2 separate regions of the Mus musculus genome follow, and region 1 is linked to region 2. The links are chromatin contacts, called in public HiChIP or PLAC-seq maps. All regions are on one chromosome and are shown on one strand. The core of a region is the stretch at or near the end of the contact, and the rest is flanking DNA. Distances in the headings are between cores, read along the strand shown.

Evidence for each region. HiChIP or PLAC-seq counts read pairs in DNA pulled down with a chosen protein or histone mark.
Region 1: a contact with region 2 is called in a FOXA1 HiChIP or PLAC-seq map of pancreatic cancer cells. The contact joins two enhancer-like sites. A contact is called at or near these places in 1 of 15 datasets of contacts at CTCF or cohesin (large pre-B cells) and 1 of 115 datasets of contacts at active chromatin or transcription factors (pancreatic cancer cells).

What each region holds. Positions count from the first base shown.
Region 1 is chr16:33,996,011-34,002,961 of GRCm38.p6, reverse strand. All of the region lies in intron 51 of Kalrn (kalirin, RhoGEF kinase), which reads left to right. Among named protein-coding and RNA genes, the nearest start is that of Umps, 32 kb to the right of the region's middle. Within about 2 kb of position 2,136, at least 46 of the 459 cell types and tissues checked have an H3K27ac peak or open chromatin away from gene starts, as enhancers often do. A contact at or near this core is called in pancreatic cancer cells, where this site is marked.
Region 2 is chr16:33,333,475-33,340,019 of GRCm38.p6, reverse strand. No RefSeq gene overlaps it. Among named protein-coding and RNA genes, the nearest start is that of 1700007L15Rik, 44 kb to the left of the region's middle. Within about 2 kb of position 2,594, at least 90 of the 459 cell types and tissues checked have an H3K27ac peak or open chromatin away from gene starts, as enhancers often do. A contact at or near this core is called in pancreatic cancer cells, where this site is marked.

The DNA.
Region 1 (6,951 bases), core at 887-3,386, 660 kb before region 2:
GAGAATAGTCAAGGAAGACTCTCAGAGCTGACCTCTGGTCTCCACACACACACAGGCACACAGCACATGCTCATGACCACATATACACATACATACTGATGAAAGAAGAAGAGAAGAAAGGGAAACAGTTGCTCAGTTCTTCTGGCCATTTTCCCCCCTCTCACATCATCTTGTGGCAACTTAGATCACAGCCTTTCTAGGTTTGGTTTTAATCTAAAACACAGTTTCTGGGAATTGAGAAGGCCGACCTTCCTCTGCCAGTCGCCCTGTATGGATGTATTGTTCTGTCCAGCTCAACCCATGGGACTCTCCTTTGCACCAGTCTTGCCTTCTCAAGGCTGAAATATGATGCAAACTGAAGCCACACAAAGCAAGCCAGTGGATCTGACCCGGAGTCAGGAAACCTGGACTCCAGATCGAGGAAGCTGTGTGACCTTGGGCCAGTTAACTTTCTTGAGCTCTGGGTTTCTCTGCAGGCAGCTTACACAGTCCCTAGTGTGCAGGCCTTCAGACACTGACACATAGCCCTTTGAACACCATGTAAATCTAAGAGGTAATGTATGTCGGGAACTTGGCTCTGAACCATGTCAGCATTGAGACCACGACAGAAGAAACTGGAAGAGGTGCTTTCTGCTGTTGAGTGGGGGTAGGGATGGCGACTGAAATGACCACTCTCGGTTCTAGGAACGGTGAGTGTCCTGAGCTGGTACCTAATTTCTTCCCAACACACAATTTCAGGCCCTAGATATCCCATCCTTGAAGAGCCAGCCTGTCATCCCACCTTTGATACTCTGGTATCCCCAGCCCAGATACAGGGCTTCAAAATGACCTGGCCACACAGACGAAACTTCGATACCCGAGTCGGGCAACTGACCTCCTGGCATTGCCAGTATGTTTGCACTGAAGCCTGTTTTTGTATTTTAATAACAGAATCCATGAAAAGGACTCTTTAAAGGAAAAGAAAGCGAAGCATCACATTCCGGTCATTTTGACAAAACATTTGCTTTGTAACGTATCTGATGCGTTTGGCAACCACACACTCTCTTCCTGCCCAGATCTGTTCTGATTCCCTATAAGGGCAGATGGATGTCCTACTACCCAAGGGACCTTCGCTGAAACAAGATGGCCCTCCATCCTGTGCCCTGGCCATCAGGGAGGACACGGTTGCTCACCTGTGTTAGTCTTGTCACTGACCAAGTCCCCAAGAAAAGCTACTGTAAAGGAGGAGTGGCTTTGCCTCACGGCCTCTGGGTTTCTGTAGTTGTTCCTTCATCCCTGATGCTCTGGGATGAAGAGAAGGCTGAAGCTTGTGGTGGCAGGAGTGTGTGGTAGAGGAGGCTGATCCCTCATGATGTCTGGGAAACAGAAATGGAGTGTTCACACTACAGGGCAGTAGCCTTCACTCAGGTTATGGGATGGTGCCACCACATTCAGAGCCCTTTGTTCCCCCATCCTAATTGATCATCTCTGGAAATGCCCTCATAGACACAGCTAGAGCTGTGCTTTACAAATCTCCTAGGCATGTGTCAATCCAAGTTGACCATAAACATTAACACCTCTCAGCCAGGCAGTGGTGGCACACACCTTTAGTCCCAGCACTTGGGAGGCAGAGGCACATGGGTCTCTGTAAGTTTGAGGCCAGCCTGGTCTAAATGGAGTTTTTAGGACAGCCAGGGCTGTTACACGGAGAAACCCCTGTCTCAAAAACAAAACAAAACAAGAAACAAATAAAAAAAAAATCAACCTCCTAGAAAAAGCAAAGGCAATGAGGTCAAGGTCACACAGCCAATGAAAAAGCAGGTCTTGCTTTTGACTGATGTCCTCAGCTCGACCTATGTCCTGCAGAAAGTCTGAATGCAGAGGCTCAGGCCCTTCCTTGTTGCACATCTGCTTGTAAGAGGAGAATTTCTTCTTCAACAGCTTTTATAATCCCCTGACTGCTCCGGTAATCGCAGGTCTTTAGGCACACCCTGTCCCAGTGACTCAGGAGCTCAGCTGTTGCAGCCACGAGAGTAAGTCTATTTGACACGAGTTGGAAAAGTCTCGATTGGTTTCCTGGGCTCGCATCCATGTTGAGCTCTTAGTCATGTGTGTCCTGAGGCGCCTCACCCTAGTCGGAAGGTCTGACCCATTTCCTTATATTGCACACTTACAAGTTTGCAAGTTCCACTGACCTGGGAGTTTCCCTAAGAGTGCAGCACTAGAAGAGACAAAGCCACCATTCCCACTTCCCTGTATACACAAACATCCAAATACTATCAAAGTTTACCTACAAAGTTCAGTGTACATTCCTCAGTGATTCACAAAGCAAATCTCAGGAAAATCAAGGAATCGGCAGCACATAGACAGACCAGGTTCTCCAACTACAAAGATAATTTTAAAAAAGGAAAGGTTTGGAGGGAGCTGGAGAGTTGGGTACTGAAGTTTGAGGCCATGTTAGGCAGCTCACAGCTTCCAGCTCCAGGGAATCTAATGCCCCTGGCCTTCTTGGACACATGCATTCACATGTATATCACACACACACACACACACACACACACACACACACACTTAATTTTTTTTTTAATTATTTGAAGCTAGGCCAAGGTGAATGCCTTTAATCCCAGCACTCAGGAGACAGAAGCAGGTGGATCTCTGTGAGTTTGAGGACAGTCTGGTCTACAAGAGTGAGTTCTGGGATGACCAGGGCTATACAGAGAAACCCTATCTCTAAATACATAAATGAATAAATAAATAACTGGAAAACTGATCTAGTCAGATTGAAATAATGAATAGCTAAACCTTCAAATAAGAAATCACACCCAGCCCCAGGACCACATGCAGAAGTAGTGTTTAGGGAGTTTTATTTTATGCTGGGGATTGAACCACACATGCCAGGCAAGTGTTCTACCACTGTGCTAGATCCTCAACCTGGAAAATCTCTTTTTACTCTCTGCTCGTTTTCTAACTAAATGTTATCTAGCATCCCTTTCCTTCCCTGCACTCAGATTTGTAGCTCTGAGACGGTTGAGGGCGTTCGGTTTGAGCTTGTTTCTGCCATCTTTACACCATTAGCATCCTTTGTGTGCCGTGTGGAACTGTGTTTTGTGATTGGATGATGAGGGACTCAGAAAAAAACAAGGTCAGGTCATCCCCAGCTGACAACTGTTTTCCAGACAGAATTTCACCTTCTTTCTCTAAGTCAGACTCTTAGGCATTAACTGAGGGGGATACTCAAGCTCTCTTCAAACTCAGTTTGTTATTCAACACTGGTGGATTTTACCTGTAACATTTCCCCTGAACTCGCTGTTGTCCCATTTTGAAGAAAAATCCAGAAGGCAGGAACTAAGGTGCAGTGGCGATTCTTGTCTTGTGGCTTCAGGAAACCTTGCTACCTGCTGCCCTCTGCTGTTCAAATAAAACCAGGCTCCCCAGTTGTTCATCCTTGCCTCTCTCCTACTCCCCCACCCCACCCCAGCATAATCTATCTCTCCCTCTCCCCCTCCCCCTCCCCTTTCTCTTCCCCTCCCTCCATCCCTCCATCCATCCCTGCATCTCTCAGAGTCAGACTACGTGCATTCTGTGTGACTAACCCCACGTTTCCTCCATGACCACATCTCTCTGACATCCTAGTTCTCTGTGGCTTCACATCTGACACCATGCTCACTGCCCACCTGTTTGGGGGACACTCAGAAATATCGGAGACTTGGGATTAGTACCTCCGGTCCCTGTACTTACCCGCAGTGGTCACCAGACAAGACAGCCAGGAGACCCAAATTCTAGACCAGTGATAGAGTGGCCCGAGTTAATCTGATCCAACCACTTTGGCCTGTCCTACAACAGATACTGTGTTTGACACCACGATTGATGACTCTGATGGTACATAAACCCCAGAAGGGTTGCCACCTGCCGACGGTGCACAGGACTAGTGAGCAAATGCGACGCGGATAAAGTGTTATGCATGGCAGCTCATGACCAGAGGCCCCCAAGGTGCCAGCCTCTGAATGAGCATAGAGGAAGAAGATCACCATCGACTGAATCTCAGGCTTGGACTGACCAGTGGGATTCCTAAGGAAGTCATATGTCCAGTTTATAGAAAATGAAAAGCACTCCAGTTACCCGGGGTGGGGGGGGGTATGCATTATCTTTTCCTCCTCGGACTTAGAATCCCACCACTAAAAGCTGTCAGTGATTTGACAGATACAGAACACCACATGCCACAGTTGGTACTAAATTTGGAGACAATAAGAAGACAACTTAACCCTTGCCCTTGTGGGCTTGGGACCCATACAGATCCATAGACAAAAACATTCCTGAGGAGACCACAGTAGGAGAGCAGCGTGGCGGCCGTCTCCTGCCCCCATACTTAGGTTTGCTTCAAATAGAGGAAAATTATCTTCTGTAGATGTGAGCCACAGGCACAGCTAGCAAAAGCATTGGTATGGAACCTCACTCGGGGTCTAAGTTCCTGCCGGAAAGTTTACAGAGGACTGGAAAGAGATCCGTCAGAGGCAGCCCAGCAGAGCAGGTGGGCCTTTGGCATCAATGACATCTCCCAGTGCACCCCACACTGTGATGGACAGAGTCCTGAGCCAAATCAGAGACTCCCATAGCCAGTCAGCCCGCTGTCACTGTGGGATCTTACACTTCACTTCCCCATCTCATTCAGGAGATGGGGATCGGCAATCCTGCCTCCATGTTTCTCTGGGGCTTCAGAGGATCTAAGGAAGGTGTTTGTGAGTAGTGTATACCAATCAGATAATGCTGCCCAGATCCATGCTGGTATCACGGTCAGCAACACCTGCTCTCCTCGCTGGGTCAGCCAAATGGCAAAGAAATGAAGATGGCTGGTTTCCCTGGGTCTTTCCAGGTGAAGAACCTACAGTTGAGCCTCTCCTCAGCATCTTCACTAAACCTACACCCTCAGTAGGAACGTTCATTTCTTAAGCAGTGTGCGTTTGATAGCATACACTCTCCAGCTAGGGTTCTGTGATGGGGAAGAGGAGTAGGAAACGTTCTCTCTGCAGCCATCTGGGATGTGTCCTCCCAGGCTTTTGAAGCCTCACTTCAATTCTTCCTACCAAGACCTGAGGATGTAACTCAGTGCTGGGGTGCTTACCCAGCACGGACACGTCCTGGGTTCAGTGCCTGGCACCTCAAGTGTATATGAAATATGTTAACTTGCCACTCGCTCCCTTGTCTTCCCTGTGAGACTCCTGGTGGGGGCTCCATATCCTTCTCTCTGGGGAATCTCCAGCGTGGTGGGACATAGAGGCCACTGAACAGTTCTCGGCATCCTCAGGTTCTTTCTCCACTAGAGTCCCGATGGGGTAGGGGAATGGGATGTTGCAGAGGCTAAAGCTCTGCTGTCTGTTGAGGAGTGCTCCATATCACGGCAAATTTTGTTTTATGTTGTTGTTTTTTCCGAGACAGGGTTTCTCTGTGTAGCCCTGGCTGTCCTGGAACTCACTTTGTAGACCAGGCTGGCCTTGAACTCAGAAATCCACCTGCCTCTGCTTCCCAAGTGCTAGGATTAAAGGTGTGTGCCACCACTGCTATGGTAAACTTATAACACAAATGTCATCCTGTCTTCCCACTGTGCTGCAGCCTGTGGACAGCAATGCACCTGCCTCTCTTGTTCCCTCTTGGTACAACCAACCTAACCGGGGACTGTTCAATAAATCTTTACCAACATCAAATAACCCTTCCATGTTGGCATTACAATCCCCAGATTACAGAGGTCTGTGCTCACAAAACCAGGTTAGCGCTACACTCCTCAGATGAAGCGGAGTCCTACGTTGTAGCCAAGGATTGTAGCCAAGTGCAGAGCGCCCCAGGGCCTCCTCATTCCTGCCCTCTCCCAGCGTTCACACACTTCACCCCACTCTGCTAAGAGCCGCCACTCTCAGTGTTGTTTTAGAATCATTTTCCAAAGTTTGTGTTCCAGATGTTTGCAAACAGGCTCTAGTCAGACATTAGACATTTACCCAGGACTAATTATTTTATACATCTTGTGATCCTGTTTTGAGATCCTGTTTATGAACCGAACCTTCCTGGGAGACATGAAATGAGGTGAAACATGTATCAAGTGGCCATTGTGTGGAGATCCTGGGCACAGGGGTGAATCACAGCAGCTCCCACCCTGGAGATCTCTGGGTCTAATTGGTCTGACTGCCCCTTTTCTTTACAAAATATTTGGACAGTGAAATGGGTTGACTGCAGAAAATTTGGAAAGTTCGTGTAAGATGGAAAAGGTGAGCTGGAACCTGATGCATGTCTTTAATCCAACCCTCAGGAGACAGAGGACAGGCGGGTCTCTCTAAGTTCAAGGCCAGCCTGATCTGTGGAGCAAGTTCCTGGACAGCCAGGGCTACACAAGGAAACCCTGCCTCAGAGGAAACAAAACAAAACCCAAAAAAAAAACAAAAAGGAGGGGGGAGGAGGAAGAAGCAGAGAAGGAAAATATTATATACTATTTTACACACCAGCCAGTGATTCTTGAGTGGGAAGGAAAGCCTCCTGTAAGTCCAGCACTGAGTAACCACCATCAATATCTGGAAATATTCTTAGCCTCTTTTCTGTGCTGAATAACTGACCTAGACCAGGTTGCCTAAGTCAGGCCGATCGGCGTACTACCTCTTTTGCTCGCCCCCTGCTGGTACCATGGTGCTACTGCAGTAGTTAATTGATCACCTTCAACACCCTGAAGTTTCATATCCTTCACTTACCATATCCTTCCATGAATCTCACACACCCACACAAGCCTCAGGGACAGGAAGCTAGCAGGTAAGATATCAGTTTCCTCAAACAGACTCAATCAGCTACCAGAGGTCCTTCATCCAGGCTGCCTGGGAATTCTACTGAGTGGAGCCATTTTAAAAAAAAAAAAAAAAAAGACTGTCCTGCCTAACTCCCAATAGATCAGTGTAGCTTCTTTTGTCGTGGACAATTAATTAATACACAGACCCATAA
Region 2 (6,545 bases), core at 1,345-3,844:
AATGATCGATTCTGGTGTTCTTTCACATCCCTGTCTCTGTGGAGATGAAAGAGAGCAAACATGGACAATGTCCACTTTCCTTTTATGGAGATGACCCCAGAAGGACAAAGATGGCAGCAACTAGCACAAGGGAACCTGGGAAACAGTCTGTTACACAGCTGGAACTGAGGGGTCTGTCTTTAAAGGAAGAGGAGAATGACAGCCAGAAGGAAAATGCTCTCTCTTGAAAAGCCAGTAGTCACCTTTGCAGGTCTGGTCCCGCTCTCTAGTCTCCAGGGAGGGGATGGACTGAACTGAGACAAAGTAGTCTCTGAGAAAGCCTGGGCTGCCTGGTAATAGAAAAGCTTGGTAGTTTGAAGAGTAACAGAATAGCAAGGTTGTTTGTGTAAGAAAGGGGGGAGGGGTGGGAACTAGGTCTGCTTATCAAAGTCAGGGGCATGGAAGAGAGAAGACAGTCCAGATGCTGGCAAGGAAGGAGTCGGTTGGTTGGTTGGTTGGTTGGTTGGTTGGTTGGTTGGTTAGTTGGTTAGTTGAGAAGGGGCTCAAATTAATCAGAAGGGGAAAGACCTGAGGACACATGGAGTGGTTAGCATTCTACACTTCTTTCTTGGGATAAAAGAGAAAGAGTAGTAGCTGGGCAGTGGTGGTGCACGCCTTTAATCCCAGCACTTGGGAGGCAGAGGCAGGAGGATTTCTGAGTTCAAGGCCAGCCTGGTCTACAGAGTGAGTTTCAGGACAGCCAGGACTACACAGAGAAACTGTCTCAAAAAAAAAAAACAAAAACAAAAACAAACAAACAAACAAAAAGAAAGAAAGAAAGAGAGAGAGAAAGAGTAGCCTATGCATCAAGAGATGGGTCCAGGGCTCAGAGACGGCTCCAAGGTTAAGAGCACTTGCTACTGTTGCAAAATACGAGCTTTTGCCTCCCAGCATCCACGCTGGGAACTCACACTGCCTGCAACTTCAGCTCTGGGGGGTCAAACACTCCTAGTTTCTGAAGACAATTGTACTCACATGTGAGCTACACACACAAGTAAAGATAAATTAAATCTTTTTAAAAACAGAGAGATGGAGACACTTGAATATAGAGTGGGAACACTGAGCAAGCCTGTATTCGGGTCATCTAATCACACCCATGCATGCGTTTCCTGCCTGCATTTGTACACATGGAGGCTGCTAAGAGCTCATGAAATTTCAGAGGGAATGTGCCGTCTTAACCAGGACTACCCTGCCCCTTGCAGAATATAAATAAATATGCTGTCCCTCCCTCAACAGAGCGAGGGACCTGAAAGCCAAACAGACACTGTGGACACAGAGTTGCCCTCAATAAATATTTGTTAAACAAGCACATGCATGAATGAATGAACAAACACATCTTGCTTCCTGTGACTCTGGACAGGCCCACATGCTCAGCACATTTAAATTCCTCCTCAAACACCATTGTTCCTCTGGGCCGATGCTCATCTCACAGAGTCTGTTTGCAAGCCTGCCTCCTTCTCTCAAAGGTGAACCTGGTATTACTGAGATAATATGGATTTTAGCAGGCAGTATTTAGGCCGCGTGTTGGAGCTATTAGAGATTGGAAGGATCCACTTGGGCCAGATGCCAGCTTCGTATGTTTAAAACCCTGGTATAGGTTAGGACTGTAGGTAGGTGGGAAGGTGCTTATGAAGGGCACAGGTTCAAGTCCCAACATAAGGGGTACAGATTTAAATAATAGGTTGAGCTTGCTGTGGTATTTTCCCCCTCCAAAAGGTGACTGGCCCTTGATGGAAGTCCTCTATGGCGGTTTCTTTTGTTGTGTTTGTGTGATTTTAATTTTTGTTGTTTTTGTTTTTCTAGACATGGGTTCTCTGTGGAATAGCCCTAGCTGTCCTGGACTTGCTTTGTAGACCTGGCTGGACTCAAACCAGCCTGCTTCTGCCTCCTGAGTGCTGGGATTAAAGGCATGCGCCACCACACCAGGCAAGATTTAAAATTTGTACTGTTATATCTACTTTGTATTTTGCATGTGCGCTTGTGGGCAAGAACTGGTGAATGTCATGTGTATAGAGGTCAGAGGCCAACTTGCAGGAACCGGTTCTTGCCTTCTAGCTGTGGGTTCTGGGGGTAGGGGTTGAACTCAGGTCATCAGACTTGAGGGTGGCGTTTGTGGGCTGAGCCCTCCCACAGACCCTGCTTCCGTCTGATTTTGAGACAGTGTTTCATGACCTCGGCACACTCAGGTAGCTCAGAAACAAACAATCAAACCAAACCAAAACAACGTCCCCCGGCACCACTTTTGCCTTCGGTTCACCTACCTTTCTTGTCTGCGCTTTTTAAATTTAGGAGAGTATTTCCAGGAGACAGTGATCCTGGAGGGAAATTAGAACAAACGCTTCCTGATCGATTACGAGTCACTCGCAAAACCAGGAAATCTCGTATTATAGAGTCATTGTAGATGGTGACGTGTTAGAGATCAAATATAAACAAACAAAAGATGGACTTGGTAGTTGTTGCTTAATGGGCTCAGGGGCGCCCTCCTGTGGGCCAGTCCCTACCCCGGGCCTCCAGAGACTGCGGCCCTCCCCTGAGCTTCCATCTGGAGCCTGGTCTGTTGAATGAAAGGTATGCACATCCTCACCGTAGAGGGAGAGTCGCCAGGTTCAGCTTTCAAACTGCAGAAATGAAGAGCAAGCCAAATGATGACATCACCGTTGGTTTGCGAGGCTGCCTGCCTCCTGGTGGAGGGCACAGAAGCTTCACTTTTGTCCTTGCTGTGGGACTGGCACTGACTGGCCACTTCTGGCTGAAGGTCAGAGCTGAAGCAGACCCACTACCCTTGGAAATCCCTGTCTTGTTTCTGTCCAGACCAAACCTCCTCCTCTTCTTTGTTTCTTTTTGTTGTGTTTTTGTTTTTTTTTTTTCAAGGCAGAGTCTCATGTGGCCCAGGCTGGTCCAGAACTTGCTTTGTAGCTTTGAACTCCCTGATCATTCTGGCTCCACCTACCAAGTGCTGGGGGTTTCAGGTGTCCGACACCATGCCGTGTAGACAGGACACTCTCTAGGCCAGTAGTTCTCAGCCTTCCTAATGCTGTGACCCTTGCATACAGTTCCTCATGTTGTAGTGACCCCCCAACCATAAAATTATTTCATTGCTACTTTGTAATTTGGCTAATTATAAATCACAGTATAAATATCTGATAGGCAACCCCCATGAAGGTCACAACCCACAGGTTGAGAACCACTGCTCTAGAGCATTCTTTAGAGCCCTGTCTCTCTGGGGCAAGACAAGAACAAGGGAGTGAGGGAGCTAAGAGAACCACCGCTTACATTTGTGGGGGGCACCGCCTTAGCCCATAGCCTGCTTCCCAGTGTTCCAGGCAGGGGGATCAGGAGACCAAAGCCAACACCCACTATTGCTCTTAGTCCCTGCCTGCCTTCTAGAATATTCTACCAGCTTCTGGCTAGGGACCAGCTAGTGATTCTATATCATTTCTAGTTTGACATCGAAACCTCTGAGTTTTCAGCCAACATCACAGCAAGGCCAGTCTCCTCCATCCCTCCCTCCCTCCCTTCCTTCCCCACACCCTTTCTTCCTCTCCCCGTCCCCCTCCCCCCCATCTCCCTTCCTCCTGTCGCCTTCCTCATTTTTTATCCTCCAGAGACTATACCTGAATAGACCACACACATTTTCATGATATTTCCTAACGAAAACTAAAGGAGTAAATTGCAAACCTGCATTCATAACTATTTCTGGGTGCTACAAATTGGTGCTAGCCCTTAGCTGTTTTTCTCTGACCACATAGTTTTCCTATCCTTGAGTGAGACCGTCTCAGTCTGCCTCAGCGCATGCCATTGTCCCAGGACTGACCCAGCCTGGGATTGGCGTCCTTTCTAATTACAGAGAAGCACACACACACCCTCCCCCGCCAGGTCCGGTGCATCTGATATTTCATACCCAGTGTTTGGTTCTGGGTGTCAGATTTTAAGATGCACACTGACAGATTGGAGAGAACAACCAGGTAGTGAGGACTCTGGAAACCATCTTATACCAAGAAGGGGAAGAAAGCAAAACAAAACAAAACAAAATGCTCACCCAGGGCTGGAGAGATGGCTCAGCGGTTAAGAGCACTGACTGCTCTTCTGAAGGTCCTGAGTTCAAATCCTAGAAACCACATGGTGGCTCACAACCATCCGTAATGAGATCTAACACCCTCTTCTGGTGGGTCTGAAGACAGCTACAGCATACTTATATATAATAATAATTTAAAAAATCTTAAAAAACAAAGAGTCAGGCAGTGATGGCACATGCCTTTAATCCCAGCACTTGGGAGGCAGAGGCAGGCAGCTACACAGAGAAATAAAAACCAAAAGTAAAGGAAGGAAGGAAGGAAGGAAGGAAGGAAGGAAGGAAGGAAGGAAATGCTCAACCAGAAGAGAGAGTTTTTTTTGGTTTTGTTTTTTTGTTTTGTTTTGTTTTGTTTTGTTTTGTTTTGTTTTTTGGTTTTTCGAGTCAGGCTTTCTCTATATAGACCTGGATATCCTGGAACTCACTTTGTAGACCAGGCTGGCCTTGAACCCAGAAATCCAGCTGCCTCTGCCTCCCGAGTGCTGGGATTAAAGGAGTGCGCCACCATGCCTGGCTAAGAGAAAGGGTTTATTGCTTGTGTCTGCATGGGTGCAGCATGGTGCTACTTTGAGGGCATCTTAAAGGACCCAGTTTAACTCACCCAGTTCTATTTAAGTGGTGTTGTGTGGCAGTTTCTTCCAAGATTAAAACCTTTCCTCCTGGAGGGAAGCTCACTGTGAGAAAGGATGCTTACAAGGAAGTGAAACACACGGAAGCTCATTAAGCTAAGAAGTGAACACCTGTAAGCTTCAGGAAGTTCCTAAAACTGATCAGATTCACTAGGCCCCTCTGTCCCTAAGCAAACGCAAGCCGTTAGAACAGAGAGACGCTCAGGGAAGCCTGGAAGAGGCTCAGACCAACTTAACTACTAGAAAGGACATTCTTCATCCTGCTGAGCTGCCTGCAGGCTGCGCAGTGCACTATAGTATTCATGAGCCGTCACCCATGCTGGGTAGGCTCTGGTGATGCAGCTGTCTCTGAGTAATTTCTGCTTCTATAAGTAACCCCTCAGCCATATTCTTTTATGCAGTATAACTCAATGGTTCTCTGAGTTGATCTCTGGTGGTATCTGATCTTTGGTCAATCTTTGGTTCCTTATTTGGGGTGAGTACATATTTGTTCACATTTCCCTGGGGAATAGTGTCACATGACAGGTAGCATGGACCTTTCTAAGAAGACATTAAGGGTCTTTTTGCTGAGACTGTTCCTAGGTCTCATCTGGCCCTACAGAGGAGTGGTTCTGGACAGTTCTCTTGTCTGGCAGAAGGCTGTCCTTGCAGTCCTATAACTCATTTCTATGCATTAAACAGAGAGACCTGGAGGTTTGGGGCGACTGTGGTCCCGTTAGCCCTTGCTGCCTCTAGACATCAGTCAGTTTTCACCTGTAATTCTTCTCCTTTGAAATCCTGACAAGCTCTTTGGGAATTTCAAATGTTCCCTTCCGTAGGGTGACACCCCGCTTGCTTTACATTTTAAACTTCAAAGCTGCTTTGGAGCATAAAGGTTTGCTTTGTAACATCTTAAAGGTTTCTAGCCACAGGGAAAGTGACTTGAACTCTTTGCTTTTGAAGTTGATACCTTGTCCACCAACTTCCTGGTTACCTTGGCCATCCTTTCAGGATGTGGAGGCATCCCTGTGAACTTGCCTTTGCTCTGGAAGAAGAGGTCTGCCTCTGACCCATCTAGCGCATCTTAGGGCATTCTAGAGCAGGGGAGGCCGGAGGTGCCCATCCCACATCTCCAAGAGATCTCAAAAGAAGGTGACTGAACACACTCAACAGCTACCCGACTATCTTAGGAGATCTGGCTTAGGCTCAGGCACGGACCCTTTTTAAACTCCCCGAGTCATTCTCATTTGCAGCCAAGGAAGGAGAAGTCCCTTCCTGAGAGGTTAGAGTCACTCCGTGGCCTATTTCCTCTCAGACATCGCTTCAGATCAGCCAGTTTACTTGGGGTCTTAGTTGGGTTTTCATTGCTGTGAAGAGACACCAGGACTACAGCAACTCTTATAAAGGCAAACTTAAGTTTAATTAGGGCTGGCTTACTGTTTCGCAGATTTAGTTCATTATCATCATGGAGGGAAGCATGGCGTCGTGCATGCAGATAGTGCAGGAGAGGTAGCTGAGAGTTCTGCCCCTGGATCCACAGGTGACGAGAAAGGGACTGTCAGCCAGTAGGCCTGGTTTGAGCTTCTGAGACCCAAAATGGTACACTTCCTTCAAAGCCACATCTATCCCAACAAGGCCACACCTCCTAACAGTGCCCTTCCCTATGAGCCTATGGGGGTCATTTTTTATTCAAACCACCACACTTGGGTTCTAGAATATTAATAGTGTTCATCTCAAAATACTATTCAGGACAGATTTTGGTTCAGATGCCTTGGAACTTGTAATCTACTTCCCGAGGGGTGAAGTCATCGGGACCTACCATCATA